Linked DNA regions of Mus musculus: region 2 is linked to region 1. Evidence: chromatin contacts called from public Hi-C data. All regions are on one chromosome and are shown on one strand. The core of a region is the stretch at or near the end of the contact, and the rest is flanking DNA. Distances in the headings are between cores, read along the strand shown.

What was found. A called contact is a pair of places that touch in the nucleus more often than the background predicts.
Region 2: a contact with region 1 is called in a Hi-C map of rod photoreceptor, with 2.0 times the contacts expected there. The contact joins the promoter of Fam120b here to the enhancer-like site in region 1. A contact is called at or near these places in 1 of 39 promoter capture datasets (the C10 cell line), 1 of 484 Hi-C or Micro-C datasets (rod photoreceptor), 5 of 115 datasets of contacts at active chromatin or transcription factors (the SCID.adh cell line, embryonic fibroblasts, embryonic stem cells and 1 more) and 2 of 9 other capture datasets (adipose tissue and pancreatic islet).

The regions. Positions count from the first base shown.
Region 1 is chr17:15,340,645-15,345,318 of GRCm38.p6, forward strand. No RefSeq gene overlaps it. Among named protein-coding and RNA genes, the nearest start is that of Gm10510, 11 kb to the right of the region's middle. Within about 2 kb of position 2,562, at least 49 of the 459 cell types and tissues checked have an H3K27ac peak or open chromatin away from gene starts, as enhancers often do. A contact at or near this core is called in pancreatic islet and rod photoreceptor, where this site is marked.
Region 2 is chr17:15,394,435-15,399,108 of GRCm38.p6, forward strand. Fam120b (family with sequence similarity 120, member B) reads left to right here and starts at 1,812. Exons shown (of 11, transcript NM_024203.3): 1 at 1,812-2,126.

The DNA of each region.
Region 1 (4,674 bases), core at 1,312-3,811:
GGGAGAGTGGCACTATTAGAAGGTGTGGCCTTGTTGGAGTAGGTGTGTCACTGTGATGTGGGCTTAAGACCCTCACCCTAGCTACCTAGAAGTCAGTCTTCCACTAGCAGCCTGCAGATGAAGATGTAGAACTCTCAGCTCCTCCTGCACCATGCCTGCCTGGATGCTGCCACACTCCTGCTATGATCATAAAGGACTGACCCTCTGAACCTGTAAGCCAGCCCCAATTAAATCTTGTCCTTATAAGAGTCGCCTTGGTCATGGTGTCTGTTCACAGCACTAAAACCCTAACTAAGACAGCTCGTTAAGTATATTTTAGAATATTGATGCAATTGAACATTTAGTGGACATTATAAAAACCATATTTAAAGAGTATCCAATGACTGGGAGCACCACTTAATAAATTAAATGCTAGTTTCATTGCAAAATAGTCTACCCCTGGTTGGAATGTATTTCTATACATATGGAAATTTTCGGGGCAGGAATTTTCTATTTGTCGGTTTTAAAATTCCTTAAAAAACAGAATAAGCTGGCCATGATGTCACACACATTTAATCCCATCACATAAGAGGTAGAGACAGAGCTCTGTGAGATCCTGTCTCAAAACAAAAACAAACAAAATGGGAAGACCTGATTTTTCAAGTACTTACATGATATAAATATGCGTAACAGACTTTAAGGGTCCTTAATTGGCAATATGCTTGCTGGTTGTCCTCCTTCAGCCCATGTGACTTCTTTCCAGTTTGTCTGCCCCGGGTGTGCGGCCCTTCTCTGAACAGAAGTAGAAACTATATTCCCTTCTCTACATGTCATCTATTGTTCTACCTCTAAAAAATTAGCTTAAGGAAATAAATGTGATGTCAGAATATTTTCTTCAAAACAAGTTCACCCTAGCATTATCTGTGAGAGCATTTTAGCATTTCAAATATTTAGTTAATATTAAAGAGGATAAAAGTTATGAAACAAAATCTATTAAATCAATAGACTATTACAAGCCAATGTTTACAAAACAGAGAAAGGTGCCCACGGCTATGTAAATAACAGCAAGATATAAAGTGACACACAATGCATAATTCAAACTCTCTAAAAAGAATAGCCATGTGTACAGGCCAGCACAGGAACATACCCACAGATGGAAACCTTCACTTTTATACTTGTCTCTGCTTCTAAATTGTCCTGAGCAGCTATTGTTTCCGAGTTAGAATAATCAATAAGTTTCGTAGTTAAGTATAAAACTAGGGACAGCTTTCTTCTCACCTTAAGAAGAAACCAAAACTTGAAGGCCCTTCACACTTGCCCTCTGGAACCTAGATCCTTTCGCATGTACCCTTCTGCAATAAGCCTACGGCTTCATGCTCAGAGCACAGCCAGCCATGCAGAAGCCGCCTCTCAACCCAGAGGTGCCTGCAGAGGTGCCTACCGCGGAGCCAGCAGTGTTTTCTGTCAACTACCGCACTTCTCAGAAGGAGCCTTGAAACAGGAAAGATACATTGTTCCTGTTTCACACTTTATAGTTCAAGTCCTAGAAGCAAAACAAACTTCAGAGAATCTCTGAGCTCATGTTGGAAACCATTTAAAACAGTTTAGGGCCAGTGGGATGGCTCAACAAACAAAGGCGCTTACTGCCTTGTTAAAAACCTGAATTCAGACCCCGGAACCACATATAAAAGGAGAGAACTGAGTCACACAAATTGTTCCCTGGCCTCTAAGTGTGAAGCGTGGCACAAGTGCTTCTCTCTCCTCCTTACCCCAAATAAATAAATGTAAAAAATATTTAACTAAAAAACAGCTTTATTTTTTTTTTAATAACATCCATCACTGGACGTGTCCATGTGTTCTCACCCAACACACATCCAGGAAGACCTCAACTGCTCACATACATACACACTAGACACTAGTTCAGCCGCACCCAGACATATGCACACATGAAGACCTATGGCATCCTACCATGTTTGTGGTCCTCCCTACAAACTCTGCACCTGCTGCTACTGAAATAAAGCGTCCCCATAAGAAAGTCCCTAGCAGAGAATCTCTATCCCCAGAAGGCCATCAAGAATTAGAGCCTGCCATTTGTTCAATAGCCTTTCGGGTAGGAATCCGCATTTTAGAAGAACTTCCTCCAGGTGCACACGGTGACATAAACAGGGACATTGAGCTGATGCCCGCCGTAAAACCCTGGAGATAAAAATTGCCAGGGCTTCTGAGCGCCCAGCCTGTGTCGAAAACAGCCGACTCCGTACAATAAGATGATAGATAACATATCAAAACCAGCAAGCAAGGCTTTTAAAACTTCACATTTGGCATTGAGCAGCATCAATTATTTAAACGCAAACTGAACTAACAAAATATTCAACATATGTTCTTTTTAGATTCTGCTAAATCGGATGAGGCCTCCAAAAGCTGATTTAAGGGTCAGTCGTTGAAAGAGAGTGCAGGCATCCGCTGGAAGGGGTCACAGTAAAAGGCAGAGGAGGTGGTCAGCTTAACGCAGCACAGGACACCCAGCTCCCTGAGGAGCAGTGATTAATGCCTACACCTAACCCTGACCTCATCAAACCCTGCTGCCACCATCTGCTGGCTTAATTCCTCTGCAATGCCTGTATCTGCTGCCTCCTCTGACAAAGGGTGGGGGTGGGGAGGAAATGCTCCCGGCTCAGCACCAGCTCGCTGGTTGGCTGGCTGGCCCCAGCAGAAGGCATCTGTTGCTCATGGTCTGGCAGCATCTGCCACTATTTCTCACTTTCCCCACCATGCTGTGAGATACGGTTTCTCCCAAAGGTGGCCTTCCCCTGCACATTGTCAATCCCCGCCATTGTCTGCCCTGCCTGTTCCCACGGTGCTGTCCTCGCCGCCATGCTGCTGAGCTTTGCTGTTTGTCTGTCTGTAATCCAAGATATTATGTGATTGATCCATGCCATTAGCCCTTCCCTATGCACGGGGACATTCAATTAGGCTCACAAGCAGGCGGTTCTGATTGAGCAGGTTTCTATCCCAGGAAGCTTGAGGGCTTGGGACAGTCCACAGGGTGCTGGCACAAACATGTCCAGACAGAAATGGCTTTGGCAGGCCTGCTGTCCCTTCTTGGATTTTCTCTTAAAATGTTACACACAGGATGCATTGGTCTTCTCCGGATTTTGTTGCGGGTATTGAACATTGTAAAAAGTGCGTATGAATACCATTATTCATGTATCTATTTTTCAAACACCTTCTGTTGACAGGATGCAGCTTGACTGATGATGCACTCAGCATCCCAAGCTGTCACCTTCCTGTCTACTCCAGGCACATCCACTGCTTCTGGGGACTTTCAGGGCTGGCGTCTGTCCTTCCTCCCAAAGCTATTTCTAATTCTAATGCTATCTTTAGTCACATAGTGAACTGAGAAGGAAGGATTAAGGGCATTGGGTTCTCCTGTTCTGGCCTCTGAGTTCAGGGAAGCCTCACACCTGGGTGCCACCCTCCCTGTGGGGTGGGGAGGTTTTGAACCCCTAAAAGCCTCAGAGAACATAAAGAAGAAGCTGTCGTTGCCCAGATATTCTGTGTTTTACACATGCATGCCATGCTTCAAGGCTCTAAAACTACCCACACATTCAAAACAAATGCCGGCTCGCACCTCATAGTAGCCTGGGTCATTTAACTGGGTGTCCCTGTTTCTGCTGCCTTGTGAGCAAAAGATTCTTACAGGTCTGTGGGGCAGATACAGATTAGGAGTCTGCTGATGCTTCAGGCCTTTACTTCTCTGCAGAATTAGGGTTAGATTTAGGTTTACAGTTAATGTGGTGGTTTGGAAAGGTTTGGTCCCCATTGATTCATGTGTTTAGATACTTGGCCATAGAGAATGGCACTATTAGGAAGTGTGGCCTTATTGTAGGAAGTGTGCCCTTGTTTCTGTGTGGGTGAGCTTCAAGGCCTATTATGCTCAAGCTCCTCCTAGTGTGGACTCAGTCTCCTCCTGGCTGTCTTCGAATCAAGATACAGAACTCTTGGCTCCTCCAGCACCATGTCTGCCTGCATGCTTCCATGCTTCCTGCCATGATGATAATGGACTGTAAGCCAGGCACAAATAAATGTTGTCCTTTATATGAGTTGCCTTGGCCATGGTGTCTCTTCACAGCAGTAAAACCATATCTAAGACAGTTAGCATGCCCAACCCTCTACACCCAGGACGTATACTGATACCTACTTCAACAGTATCCCTACTGAACTCAATTCATGGTATCATACAATGAAGTAGAGCTGAGATGTCACTCAGAGGAAAGCTGTTCATAGCAGTCAAGGCACAAGCATGCTACATCACGAAGCAGGAGGCATGTGCAATGTGACCTTTTACAGAAGGGACCTTCCTCTTCCTGTTCCCCTCTGAGTGTCACCCAGTTCTCGGTAGATCCCTGGAAGCAGAAATCTTGCTCTTCATAACTGCCAGGAATACTATAAAAACCCACCAATAAAAATTCCTTAAACCCAAAGCCTTCAACAATCTCTTGGTAAGTACTAGGAAGCATCCAGGCATGTGGGTACCTGGAAAAGGGTTGGCATGAGTAATGGATGGATGAGTAATGGATGGATTCAAGAAGCATGTGCACACTCCACAGGAGCAGAGATACAAAGGAACCCGTGTTGGTCAGCAGGTTTGTCCTAGAGTTCTCATGTGGGACACTGTAAAACTATGTCATTAAG
Region 2 (4,674 bases), core at 562-3,061, 53 kb after region 1:
GATGATTATGCCCCTAATAGGCTTAGATGTTTGAATACTTGGTCCTCAGTTGGTGACAGTTCTGGTAGATTTGATGGCTTGTTGGTGGAAGTTTGTCCCTGGGGAGGGGGTAGGCTTTGGTGTTTTAAAACCTTGAAACTATTCCCACTTCTCACTCTGCTTCCTGCATGTGGAGATGAGAACTCTCAGCTGCTCCAGTCACATTTCCTCACTGGGAAGGTGGCTGACTCTGTAGTCATGATGTTATAACACAGGGACAGAAAAGTAACTAAAATACTGAGACACTACCCCAAGACAGGCAGGGATGAAGGCTGAATTGGGAGCCATTGTATGGTTTTCGCCATTCCCAAACCTTCTAAGACTGAATGATATTGCTGCCACCCCTGAAGACCTGAGGCACTATAAGGGTGGTGGCAGTTGCAGGTTTAGTCTCACCTTTTGTGGAGACTTGAGACTTGTCAATCAAGTAGCTGCCCCTGAAGGTTCCTCAGCCTGTTGTCAGGGCAACTGTAATGATTACTGCTCTATTCTAGCTACCAATGTCCAGAGAAGACTTCACGGCAACTGTAGATGCCACAGAGACTTTGTTTCAGTCAGGGGAACCATTACAATCAACCACCACCCAGCAGTTTCATGGCCTTGGGAAACTGACCATGACACCTTGAGATGGCTCTTAGATCACCCTACTCAGTGACCCCAGCCCAATGGCAGTATACAGGAGAAAGTTTTTTGTTGTGGTTGTTTGCTTTGCTTTGTTTTTCTGCAAGTTGCCCCTGTGCTGCCAATAAAATTTACTCCAAGTGGTACTGATGCCTCCTTGTAGTCTTGATCCCGGGTAGGGTAGCTTGCGTCGGTTGCATAAAGAACAGGTACAGCACCCAACAGAAACCAATAGAGGGCTGTTGTAGAGGCCATGGAGTGCTAAGACTGTGAAGGACTACGGGAGTGTTGGGAAAGTATAGCATAGAGGAGAACAGAAACTGCAAAAGATAAAACACTACTGAATGCAAGCGCCAGCTGCTCTAAAGAGTCCCAGAAAGTCACCGAGTTGCTACCTCTGGCAGCTGAGGACGCATCCTGGAGCTGTAAAGCTAAAGGCAGAGAACCCCTCTACCATAAGGCTAGCACAAGCTGTGACTCAACAGCTAAAACTGTAATCTTGAGATCCAAATGTTTCCAGCACCCCAAGTTGGGGGCTACCGACACAAAGGATGCTTTAGCTTATTGGAGATTTCCATCCAAAATACTAGACAGCCTGAATGTAGCCCACAAGGATGGCCACTTCACCCAATAAAATGACCAGCATTATTGCCTATGACAACTCTGTAAGTGGACTCTCGGCCCTTGATGCTCCTTGTCCAAGCTGTGCCGCCTTTCAGTACTGGTACTCCTAAGGGGATTCAAGACCAAACCAGGATCCTCGCAGCTTCCCATACTCTGCGTGGTTGCAAGCTGTGGTCTGTGGCATTTAAAAGGGTTTCCAGTGACTATCCGCTGCAGCCTGTGTGCGTGCATTACCGGAGCAAGGCACCCAGTGCTAGTGCAGGCTGCCACTCAGCCTGAAGACTTAGCCTATGGGACAAACACACTTTTCCCAGTCCGGCTATCCAGCGGCGTGCAGGCGTCCTAGGCTATTCCCCGGTTGCTAGGCAACGGGTTAAAGCTTCCTTCTTCCTGGGTGCCACCCACTTCGCCTCCCGCTCTAGCGCTTGCGTACTACATCCCTTTCGTCTCTTCGTCCTTTACTTCCAGTTATATAAGCACAAGCTTCACTTTGTCTAACCAGACACTTCTCCGGGCGGAAGTTCAATAACGGAAGCGGAAGTGAGCACGCCGTAGACTGTGGGTCTGAAATCTGGTTGACGCAGTCTGCGGCCACTGCTGAGCTTTGGGTAGGCCAGGCTGGGGAATCGGCCCTGGATCTCTGCTGTCGCATCTCCCTACCCCAGACTCCTTCCAGCATCAAGTCCACTATCCTCGCCGTGGCCACGCCCCTCCGCATCCTGGCTTCTCTGCGTCCTGGCTGTTCCTCCCTGGGTGGAGGGGAGAGGCAGCCATCCACTTGCAGGTGGAGCGGGGTGGAGACTCTTCCTGAGCCCAGCTGCAGGACACTGAGGACCAGCGAGGTAGACTCTCAGACTCTGGTAGCGGCTGGGGAGGGAAGAACTGGTAACTGGAAACCAGGTTGGGAGGTTGTAGGACCTTAAGTGATGGAGAGGCGAAGGGGCTGGGCCTCAGCTGTGTTGAGTTCCTCTGGGGAGGGGACCATCCGTTTGATTTCGGCCTACATATGCTCTCAGATCTTTCCACCTTAGGGACTTGCTGTTACCCACGTCCAATGTCTCTCATCATTTTCCCTATCTCCCATCCATTAGAGGATAGCTCCTGACCTCGACTGACATTAGGTTAGTGTACGAACGCCTGGCTACTTTTTTCTTTACCTGTTTTTGAAAGGCACCAGCAACTGATGCGTTATTTCTCTTGCCCCCACCTTGACTATAGCACCTCCCAGTTTAAAAAAAATATCTGTTCAGCCAGTCTTCCAGACGTTTATATCTGTGAACACCTTTGGCCCCCCCCAAAAAACTTACGTGGAGAGCATTTGAAATCATTTATTTTCCACACTCAAAGACTCTACTCTTATCTCTGAACTGGAGTCTGGATATATTTATGGAACTGATAATGAAAAGTTCACGAATCCAAGCTTTGGCTTCGGAGTCCTTGATTTCAGTGTACTGTGAATACAACACCCCTCTGTTCATAATTATAGAGCCTTTACAACTTGCTATTTATCTTATGTTGCTGCTTTGCAAGTGTTCTTGTCCCAGTTTTCCCCTCCCCATTTCCACCATCTTCAAGGTGTGCTTGGTATTTGAAAGAAAGGCCTGGTCATTGGGTAGAGCATTGTAACTTCTGTGTTGCAGATACTAAACTAATTTCATTTACTTTCTGAGTTGACTCCACCTTGGTAAGAAGGATGCATTCCACATAATGCTATCAATTGTTGCTACAGAACTTAATACCAAGTATAAATAGTTTTAATTTTATTGTTAGGCATTATTTCTCTCCATCGCTCTCTCTGGCTATAATGGGAGTCTATAAACTGTGAATTGGTTCTTGATCTCACTTAATACATCCATCTGCCCCTGGTTTTATTCATTTATTTTTTCCAAATAAGCATTGATCCTAGCGTATGGGAGACATTTCAGGGTAGAAAAGCCCACCCTACTGCTTGGAATTCTCAGAGCTCTCAGGCTGTATTTTGAGCAGCCTACAAGGACGACTATGTTGTAGGAGTAGGAGTGAGCTATTTGGAGAGTTTCCTTGTCTCAGCATCTATTTACTTCTTATATGCCTATTAAGACTTAACCTGTTGTCTAGCTGTAAAATTCCTAATTTATTTGTATGTTGGTTTTTTTTTTTTCAGTCATCTTGTAATAACTCCTTTAGGGAACAAAGAACTTCATTACATGCTTTTAGCAATAAAGAAAAACAATAATAACTTAATATCCACAGCTGTCTTTTGGTGATTGATTGATTGATTGATTGAGAATGTACTAGTTGTGTGCTATGTGATAGATGATGCCTCAGGAAGCATAAAGAAATGCCTGTTCACCTCAGGTAGACCACTGACAGCAGACCAAGAAACAAAAAACAAAACAAAATAAAAAAAATAGATTCCAACTAAGTCTAGCTTAGCAAACCAGTATGTTTATTGAAGTTCTTTATGGGAACATGGGTAACTGAAAGCCCACTCTAGCATGAATAAGAACTCAAGAAAACTGCATCCATGAAGCTCTCTTCACAAACTCGCAGGCCCCCCAGGCTATTTGGAGAGCCTCCTTTCCTGAGCAGTTACTGCGTTTGTAATTTTGGGGCAGGTCCTTATGAATGTTATAAGTTTGGGGGACTTCCTGAACCTTATGAGGTTCCGTTTTCTTTCCAGGAAGGAATTGGGTGTTGTGGATATCTAGCAATTGAAGACCCTTTTGATACCGGATGTCTTCTAATGTCACAAGTCCCCACACCTTTTCTAAACGTGTTGTGTGCATGCCACTTTTCTGAGGTAGTTTGTGGTTCACAGTGTGAGAAATTAACAGGGTAAAAGCTAGGAAGAACTGGTCCCTGCTCTGTTAAAACAGCAGGCTTTCCATTATGGGGGGAAGGGAGGAGCAGAAACACTTGACTAAAGCCAAAGCAATATACTGAGCCTGGCTTCCTGGAAAATAAGAATATATCAAGAAACCCAGTGTCTTAGCAGCTTTAGTAGAAAATACTTGAAACAGAAAAAAAACAAAAAAACAAAAAAAACAGCCCCCATCTTAATGACAATAGAGGGCAGCAGCTCAAACATGGAAGACACCGATGCTGTGCCAGGCCAGAGGAGGAATGGAAGCTCCTGTCAGTCTGTCCACACATGTGTTGTTTTCTGTGTTGGGAGTGATGGGGAAGGCTTCTGTAATCGCTGGCATGAACCGTGTGGCTATTACTGGTATCATATTAGGACGAGTCTCTTGGATCCTAGCACACAGGGAAGAGCTGGGGGTGAAGTGTCATTTCTTCACTGAATAGAAATAGAGTCTCTGGGTGGGTAAGACTTACGCTTGTCTGTCCATCCCCAGTAAACTGCGAGAGTCCTGCTTAGTCCAGAGCTAGGCAGAGACTGACAGAGCC